Regions from separate parts of the Mus musculus genome. Here region 2 is linked to region 1. The links are chromatin contacts, called in public Hi-C maps. All regions are on one chromosome and are shown on one strand. Each heading gives the region's core, a stretch centred on a gene start, on an enhancer-like site or on the middle of the called end of the contact. The rest is flanking DNA. Distances are from core to core; before and after follow the strand shown.

Evidence for each region. A called contact is a pair of places that touch in the nucleus more often than the background predicts.
Region 2: a contact with region 1 is called in a Hi-C map of cortical neurons. The contact joins two enhancer-like sites.

The regions. Positions count from the first base shown.
Region 1 is chr7:134,723,206-134,728,058 of GRCm38.p6, reverse strand. It overlaps Dock1 (dedicator of cytokinesis 1), which reads right to left. Exons shown (of 52, transcript NM_001033420.2): 2 at 3,646-3,729. Among named protein-coding and RNA genes, the nearest start is that of Dock1, 55 kb to the right of the region's middle. Within about 2 kb of position 2,973, at least 25 of the 459 cell types and tissues checked have an H3K27ac peak or open chromatin away from gene starts, as enhancers often do. A contact at or near this core is called in cortical neurons, where this site is marked.
Region 2 is chr7:135,463,150-135,468,002 of GRCm38.p6, reverse strand. No RefSeq gene overlaps it. Among named protein-coding and RNA genes, the nearest start is that of Gm36356, 20 kb to the left of the region's middle. Within about 2 kb of position 2,917, at least 52 of the 459 cell types and tissues checked have an H3K27ac peak or open chromatin away from gene starts, as enhancers often do. A contact at or near this core is called in cortical neurons, where this site is marked.

The DNA of each region.
Region 1 (4,853 bases), core at 1,724-4,223:
CCCTGTAGAGCAGAATAGACACAAGCCCTCCTTCCTGGCAACAGGATCTTGGAGACCCAGAGTTGAGAGTCCTTTACTGCCAGCAGGACATGAAGCAATGCTCACAAGGCAGACAGGGCCAAGACTAAAGAGACCCAGACAAAAGAGCAAAACAAGATAAAGAGAAGGCAGTGAGACTGGAAAGCTGTAAAACACCTACCTAAGGTAAACACATACACAACACATAGAGCAAGAACCCAGGTACAAGAAAGGCTTAGGTGGCGGTGGTGGTGGTGGTGGTGGTGTCTCGTTTGTTTTGGTTTGGGGGACAGAGGTATTTTTATTGTTTGGAGGAACTGAGTTACAGCAGTCAGAAGAGAAATCTTTAACCTAGCATAGCTAGCTGGCAGTTTCTTTTTGTAATGGCATTTCTAAGCTAAGTGCTTTCCGGCATGTTCTGCACAAATTATTGCTTCATCAAGCGGGGCCCATTCACTTGTCACTAGAACCTTCCTAAGCACACCAATTACAGACACAGCCTCTGCTCATGACCCACAAGGTGCCTAAGACAAACAGGGCCTAGCCACACTGAGTGATGCGTGCAAGGGAGTTTAGTGTGACGAGGAGGGTGTCACCATGAGTATGAAGGGATGTGACTGAATGGCTAGGAGAGGAAGGGACAAGGCTGGCCAAAAAGATGCTCAGCTGGCAGATAACACACTTAGAACAACTCCCAGGCAGGGTTTGCTGCTGCCCTTCATGTATCAGCTCTTCCATACCGAAAAGAGACACCCACTGGAAAGACAGACAGACAGACAGACATAGCAGAAATACAGCCCTGAGCTCAGGGAGGCCATATGCCAGCATAGGAAGTTGGAAGAATATATATAGCATTATCACCCAAATACCTGAATTAGTCAGCGTTAGTTAGTTGTAACCGCCACATCCAAAAGATAATTTCTCAACCTTTGTACAGTGCTTCAGGCTTGCCCTGAAACAGCATGCAGCCCTGGGGAAACTTACACAGCACCAGAGTCCCTTCTTGAGCAGCTGGGACTAGTGTTTCCATGTGACTGGTTAGCACTCAACACTAGAAATGACTGGAAAGGCAAGAGCCTGCACTGAGTGCATCTGCCCACCTCCACAGTGCTGTGACCTGAAGTTAGGTACCTTTCCTGGCTGTAGCAAGCCTGTCCAACCTTTTAACGGTTGTTGTTGTCTACAGCACTCATGCTAAGAGCATTCAAGTTTTTACAATTAAAAAAGACAGGGAGAGAGAAATCTCCTAAAGGCTTAACTACGTTTACAATTTTCTGGAGGGTGGTACTGGGAGCTGTCCTCACCTGCATATGGCCTTTGGGCTGCAGTTAGACACCCTCCACCTCAGCAAGCCTCAGAGAGCAATTAACTGTAAGGTAAATGTGGTCTTTGAACTGCATGTAATAAAGGCTAATCATCTTAAAAGGAGAAGGAAAAAAGGGAGGTGGAGAAAAAAAGGGGGAATCCAGCTTAGCATGGGGCACAGGGAGACTGAGTGGGCGCTTAGATGTTACAGTGTTTGCAGCATCCTATATATAATGAAATCCTGGACCATAAAGAAAAAGAAAATCAAGGTTGATAAACAGAAGGAGGGAGGGAGGGGGAGGGGGAGGGAGAGGGAGAGGGAGAAGAAAAGTGGAGAGGAGAGAAAGATGGAAACTGTGCCAAACTCCAAAACAAGCCATGAGCAGAATGTAGGCGCAGGGAAGCCTTGGCAGTGGTATCTTTACTTGATGATAAAGTCACCCAGTTTCTGGAAGATGCAGTTAATGTATTTCTCGGCCCAGAGTCCACCAAGAAGTTAGCTGCCCAGGAAGGGAAAAGCATTTTATATTAAAGAGTCTTTTGGAAAGACACTGCTGGTTTAATCAGATCCAAGACTGGCCTGCAAATTAATCCTGGCTGAAGACCGGAAGTCAAAGCCACTAGCAGATCACTGTGAGGTTAGTGTAGAACAAGGCCCACTGATGTGACTGAGGTGGCAGGGCGAGAGGGGACAGTGTCCTCCAGAAGTAAAGGAAGACACCACACTCCACCCAGCCAGGTGCCCCAGGAAATCATTAACTATTCAGGAAAGACACTGAGGCTCTGAGCGGAGGAACCAGGGATTCCACATTCAAGTAGCTAGGGGCAATTAAAAAAATAAAAGAAACCTATCAGCATTTCCCTTCAGATCAGAAAAAGTGTCTGAGATGAGATGCCTGATCCTTCACCTCAACTTAATTTCTCTCTCTGTTTCCTCGAAGCCACTGGCAATCTGTACGGGAGAGCAGATAAGGAAATCCAACTGTCAGCTGTCAAAACTGAAAACAAGCAGAAGGCGCCCATCACAGCCAGCCACTCATTCGCTTTGGGGCTCCTTTTTGCCAAGCTCCAGCTGCTTCTAGGCATACAGAGCTGACTCCCTCATCCCCCACACAGTTTGCAAGTAAACGGTGCAAATGGAATAGAGTTCTTCCGAGTCTTCCTGCATCAGAGGAAGAAATAAGGGGCAAGACATGGATTTTTTTTAATAGGGTTTTGCTTCTCAGCCATGTCTCTGAGGGACACGGGAGCCAGTCCCCGCTTGCCTGGCTGGCAGAAGCGGAGCACAGCTCACTCCTGTGCAAAGTGGAGTGTGAAGACCTCTCTGGAAGTTCAATTTGTTGGTTACTATGAGCTGTCTACAATTTCCTCTCTCACTTGTAAGGCTTTCGCTGAACCCGATCTGAAAGCAATTTGGTTATTTAAATCAGGTCCCGGGACTCAAACACTGCTTATGGAGTCATCTTTTCCGGCAGAAAAGGAAGCCAGCAGACACAGAAACACCAACCTTAAGGAAACTGAGGGGAGCGATGCCTAAAAAGAGAGAAGTAAGGAAGCAAGCTGCCCGCCCGCCGATGCCCCTACACTCAGTAACAACCACCGCAGAACACCCACAGTGGCTCGCAGGCTGTGCAAGGCACTAACCAAGAGCATCAGAAAAGCCACAATTGCTTCCTTGAACCATAGCCCATGTAACTTGTGATCTTTTCACCCCGAAGAAAATGGGGGTCACAGACAAAGGAAAAGGTCAGCATGGCAGCTGCAGTTTCCCCTGAGACACACTATTAACAAATCAAAGTGAAAACTTAAAAACAAAACAAAAAAAGACTACTTAAAACACTCATCACACACATCAGAGCAACACACTGAATTCTCCAAATCTGTCTCTCACCAAGTCAGTCAGTTTCAGTCAAAATTTACACACAGCCCGGTGGTACTGACACACATCTTTAATCCCACCCAGCACTTGGGAGCCAGAAGCAGTTGGATCTCTACACACAGAAACCCTGTCTTGAAAAACAAAACAAACCAACGAAACAAACAAACAAAAAATATTTACATATATGTGCAAAATAACGAGCCAGTGAGAAGCATTTAGGGGTTAAAAATATGATGCTTAGTTTTAAGTTGGCCTTAACAAAGCCTCACTGAATTTAACAAATAGCTGCCCGAGCAACCTTTGCCTGGAAGAGCATCTATCTGTGGGGAAAGTGTCCATCCTGAGAATGTAGCACCCTAACAGAGAAGCACTTCCCCCCCCCCCCAGAAGGCCCTGAAGCGTCATCCCAAATCCCCAACAGGGAGCCATCAAGCCTCACTTACCTTCATAAGTTTCTAGGATGTGCACGGTGTCTCCAATTTGAAGGGACAGTTCATCTGCTCCCCTGGCATCGTAGTTGTAAAAGGCTGTTGGAAAAGTGACAGGAGAATGCATTAGCAGAAGCAGAAAGGATTATTTTCAACATTACAATATATTCAGTCTAGATAAACTCACATGAGCAGCCTTCAGTTCCACACACAAAAGGGAAAGGGCGCATCTTAAACATGTGCCAATTCATAACCATTCCTAATTCCAAGCAGCTCCGCTTTTTTTTTTTTTTTATTATTGTGGGGAGAGAATGTGATTTAAGTATGCAATCTTGGGCTTTGGTTATATTCATGGTATGCAACTTATCACCCCTAGATTCCAAATGTTTCCCCAACACCACAAAGAAACCCACTACCCACCCAGCAGTAGCCCCAAGCTCCTTTTTTCTGTCGCATGATAAAACACGGAGGAAAAGCAATGTATGTAGGGAAGTGTTTATTGTAGTTACACATTGCAGTCCATCATTGAAAAACGCCAGGGCAGAGGCTCAAGTTGAGAACCTTGAGGTAGCAACTGAAGTGGAGACCTTGGAAAAGCGCTGTTTATTGGCTTGCTCCCAGCCCTAAGTTCAGCTACTTTTCTTAGACAGCCAACCTGCCTAGGGATGGTACTGCCAACAGAGAGCTAGGTCCTCCCACCACCCACAGGCATGTCCTCAAGCCATTGGCATGGAGGCAACTCCTCAACTGAAGTTCCCCTTTCTGGGCGTGTGAAGGTAACGGCTTAGGCCATCTATGACAGGCATGTTTAGACCTATCTGGCCCACTGTGAGTTTAGTTGACACCAAAGTCCTTTATTGAATTGGGAAGTGACACACTTTTTCTGCAAAGAATAATGCTCAGCTTCCGAGTTCCTTCTAAAATGTCAAAGCAAGGGCATTTGCTCGGGCTCACAGCCCATCTCAAGCCTCCAAACACACACATACCTGCAAAATCCCATTTTCTCAAGTATTTCCCCCAAATTCATAAAATGTAAGTGTCCCCAACTGGCAAAGTGGGTTGTTACCAGTTATTAAGTTTATTTAGCATTTTATAGTGACTCTTTAACAGGAGATAACGGCGCAGGTAAAGGCGGCCCAGAGCAGATGCTGAGCGTCCCCAGTTCAGCACAGCCATATTCTTAAGCCTTTAGGAACCATAAATGCTTTTATATCACTGCCGTG
Region 2 (4,853 bases), core at 1,668-4,167, 740 kb before region 1:
ATGGGCTGGACAACGAATGGCTTAGATGGTGGCTTAGGCTTAGTTGCTACGTAAGCAGGTAGGCCTGAGTCTGTGTCCCTAGCACTTAGGTAAAAAACCTAGAGTGGTAGGCACACCTGCAGTCTCAGCGCTGGGGAAGCAAAGATGGTGGGGAGATCCCCTGGGCTTGCTGCCTAGCCAGTCTAGCTGCACAGTGAGCACCAGGTTGACCTCAACTCAAAAAATAATATGCAGTGTGCTTGTGAAAGATATCCGGTGTCAACTGCTGGTCTTTACACACACGGGCATGTACATGCACGCAACTCCTTCAACCATCCACACTACACACAAAGGTCAGAGGTGGGCAGCTCATGTCCATAAAGACACACCTCAGGGCCCAAGGGTCTAATTTCCTGTGGTTTCATTCCACCATCCTTATATAGCACGTGGTGGCAGCCGCTCTGACGTTCAGCGTGTGGGCCACAGTGGTGCTCCAAAATTCGGGCAGCAGGCTCGGGATGCGGAGACACTGTACGTTAAGGGGCATCCCAAACTTTTCATTTGTTTTCATTTGGGTACTTCCATATGGGCTGCCACTGTGCCTGTCATGTATGTTCAGTAGAATTTATTTCCCATCTCCTATCTCCCGTGTTTCACCCCTAGTCAAACCTAAAAGACCATTTGTTACTATTTTTAATGTAAATTGAATGCATGGGGATTACACTCTGAAAAAGACATAAAAGGTTAATAAGAGCAAAGCAAATCCACTTTTCGTATATCCAGTGCCAGCTCCTGGCTAATGATGCGTATACAACCATGCAGTGGTGATGATTACCATCACATTAATCACGGGCCACCCCACAAAGCTGCTTCTGTGCCCAGTTCACAGAGAAGGAGATGAGGCCAAGAGAGTGCCCGAGTGCCTGAGGTTACTCAACCTCTGCCCTTCTGACTCCCGCAGCGTGGTAGGTGAGGAACAGGGAAAGAGAGCGTTGAAGGAGCTGGAGTCTTCCTATACACAAGGTCCCAGAGCTCACACCCAGCACTGTAGGACGAAGTAGAATAGAAGAAAAATACAAAATATCTTTTTCCTTGTATCAAATGGTGACCCTTCCAGCAGTAACAAATTCCCACACAAAGCTCTGCAAGGGTTTGCCAGCTCAGCTTTTCTGATCTTCTCTTCACTTCCTAACTTCTTGTCCTCTGCCCTCCGCTTGATGTTCCACCTTAATTGACAGTCACCCAGTTTCAGGGAACAGAAACAAATTAGCATCTTCCAGAGGAGGGGATTGTGCTTGTGGTGTGATAGTGTGGATGTTGCTATAGTAATTGGCAATGGTGGTTGTGATGGCAGTGGTTGTCGGTGGCCCTGCTGAATGGTATGGTGACTGTGGTTACCGCTACCGTGCCAGTGATGGTGCTCAGGGCTGTGGGAATGGTGGCAGTAGTGGCGGGGAGGGTGGTAAGACTGTGATGGAGGTACTGGGATCAGAGCAAAGGTGAGGTGAGAGATGCTGAACTGCTTCTCCTCCTCCTCTTCCTCCTCCTCCTCCTCCTCCTCCTCCTCCTTCTCCTCCTTCTCCTCCTCCTCCTCCTCCTGCTGCTGCTGCTGCTGCTGCTGCTGCTGCTGCTGCTGCTGGAGACTATGGCCGCTCTGGACTTGGTGGCATCTTTGGGATCCTGTGACACAGGGGAGGAACATTTTTCAGCAGGACAGACTCAGGACATAGGCAGTCAGTATGGGAGGCTGCCTTTCTGTCTCTTTTGATGGCAAAAGGGGTTTCATACCCTTGCATCTTCTTGTATGTGTCAAATGATGACAGGTGGGCACAGGGCCACTCCCTTCCTTGACCATTCACAGGAAAGCTGAGTTTGGGTGTCCTTAAGTTTCCAGAGTCAACAGATGGAACCAGTTCAGTCCAGCTAGGACTGTTTTGTCTGAGGTAGCTGTGGGTCTAGGGGAGGAGAGGTGTGTACTTCTGCCACAAACAAGACATCCAGGACAGTGGTGGACTCTGCAAACTGTGGATAAAAGAGACATGGTCTCTGTTAAGCACCTGCATATTTGGCAGGTAAGACGGAGTGGGTATCCAATCCAAGGAATTCCCGGGCAGATTTGTAACATCGGAAGCTGGGCTGCACTTGAAGCCTCATTCCAGCCACACTGTCCAGGCTTGAGACATCCTGCCCTGTCAGGGAAGAAGTGATGTTTTATGAGGTCAGGGGTTCATTCTTTCCAGCTTTCCCTATTCTGAAGTTTAGGGGAGATTTTATTTTCCCCACTGGCGTCTTTTCACCCTTTCTCGGTCCTCAGGGTGGGCAGAGCGGAGTGTGCAAGAGGACTGAATTTCACAAAGCAAAACAACCCCGCCACCCCTCCCACAGCGAACTGGCAAAGGGAGCGCCAACAAGCCAGCAGTGTTCAGTACACAAAGGCTTCCTGTCCCCGCCACATACCAATTCTCCAAGCTCAGTCACTGCAGGATTGTCCACAAAACCGTGCCTCAAAGTCGTTTGAAAAATGTTAACTATGTGGGAGAAGCATGCTTCTGGATGCTCTGCCTCCTGGGAGTGAATGCAGGCTCGTTTCTCCCCGTGAGGATACTGGGGTATCAGGAGACACAGGCGCTACGCAGCGGTGAGCTCCATCAGACTGCCTCATTCAACCTCCATTCATAGAAAGAGGGGCTGCGGATTACAGGGGCTTTGGGTTAGCCCATCAGCATAAGCCTTTTTCTTCTCTTCTCTTCTCTTCTCTTCTCTTCTCTTCTCTTCTCTTCTCTTCTCTCCTCTCCTCTCCTCTCCTCTCCTCTCCTCTCCTCTCCTCTCCTCTCCTCTCCTCTCCTCTCCTCTCCTCTCCTCTCCTCTTCTCTTTTTCCCTCTGTCCCTTTCTGCCTTCTCTTTCTTTGCCTGGTGGTAGTCAGTCCCAAGAGCATCCAGCAGGGGTCACACTTTCCTTCCACATGATGCCATGTGGTTTTGTTGTATTTGTCTTGTTGCTGTTACTCTTTGTTTATTTATTTTAAGAGACATTCACACTGCACCTTGCCCTGGGCTGTAAATTTCCAACGCACTCAGAGAGATTCTGCAGTGGATGCTGTGGGAGGCAGGCCCTGAGACATACGAGCTGCCAATCATCCATGCTTCTCTTGTTATAGCATGGATAATGACAGTTACAGTGGAACAGCCATACAGCAGTGCTGGCCTTTTCATGCCTCCATTGTGCATACCACTGCGGTGTGTTGGCTTAAGTCATATTGGGCACATACTGGCATTGGCCTTATATTGACCATAGGGTCTTCTTTTCAGATTGTGACTACCTAGAGTTATTGCTTATGGACCAGTCAGGCTCCTGTGAACCATCTGGAGTGACTATAGTTGCCCAATAGCTTTCAATCTTCTGGGCTATGATCTCCGCACTGAGGAGGTTGGAGAGAGCTGCATGGCAGAGGGGAAGACCTGGGCTGGAATCTTCAATGATGTGCAGTAATGAGCTTGGAAGATGAGAAAGGAACAGTTGATTAACTCGAGCAGACCCATTGCAAGGGCTGAGAAGATGTTTGGTGGATAGGAACACTTATTGTGGAAGCCTGGAGAGCTGGCTTTGTGTTCCTAGCACGCACGCACATCTAAATCTGGGCATCCCTGTGCATAACTCCAGTGCTGGGGGCGCAGAGACAGGCAGATCCTGAGAGCTTGGTGGCCAGACAGCCTAACTGAAACAGATTCAATGAGAGACCCCATCTCGACACAATAAAGTGGAGAATGGTAGAAAAAGATAACTGAAGCCTTCCTTGACCTCTACATCCATTGGTATGCCTCTGGATATTCGTGTATGTACCCTATACACATATGCATAAACATATGCAGCACATATGTACCTATACACATGCGCACGCGCGTGCACGTGTACACACACACACACACACACACACACACACAGAGTTTGCCAGGGGGTTGCCTGGCAGTCTTCTCTGGCCCACAGTTCACAGGGTTTTCTAGCAATGAATATGTAGGAAGAGCTAAGACTTACTGGCACTCCCCAGTCCATTCCCGAGAGCCAAGTGCCTTCTAGTTCTTAATTTGGTTCTAGACTTGAGAGAACCAAGACTAAGATGTGTTTCTGGAGCACACAATCTGACCCCAGATGCCTAGTGTCATGTGATTTTTTTTTTTTTGATGAGACATAAAGAAATATGTATTTGTTGGAGATAGAGGGATGACAGATCCAAGAAAAGATTCCATGGGAGTCTCTTTTGATAACTGGTCAATTTAGAGTTCCTTACAGGAGCATGGGTGACTTAGAGTGATCACATCTTTGGGAAGTTTTCTGTGCAGCTTACATCAGTCCCCTTACTGAGAGCCTCAAGCCCCAGTCCACCTCCCACATCCTCTACCCAGGAAGGAAAAAGGTCTGTGAGAATCTTGTGAAGGTTTGTGAGCTGCAGGGGAACCCAGGACACAACAAGCCTCTCTCTTGAGGGTCTTTGCTAGTGAGCACAGCTGCTCTGATTCAAGACAGCAGAGGCCATGTCCTGCTGGAGGAAGCAGCTCTGTGAAACCCACTTTAGGTGTGGTCTAACCATTCCTCTCAGTAGTTTCTTAAGAAGTAACTCAATTCCCGGTGCGGTACAGTCATGTCACTTAAGCTGGTGGTTGACATGTTTCCATAACAGTCTCAGTGCGGGGACATATCCTGTTGCTACCCAGCTCCTTCACACTGGGAAACAGGCTAACATGAAAAGCTACCCAGGGTAACAATTTAACATGAATGGAAACACCTGGGGTCTGGCCACTGGCATTTATCTAATAAAAAGACTAGCTATACACAAGTGGAAACAGAGGGCAGTGCGTGTGTGTCTATGTGTGTGAGT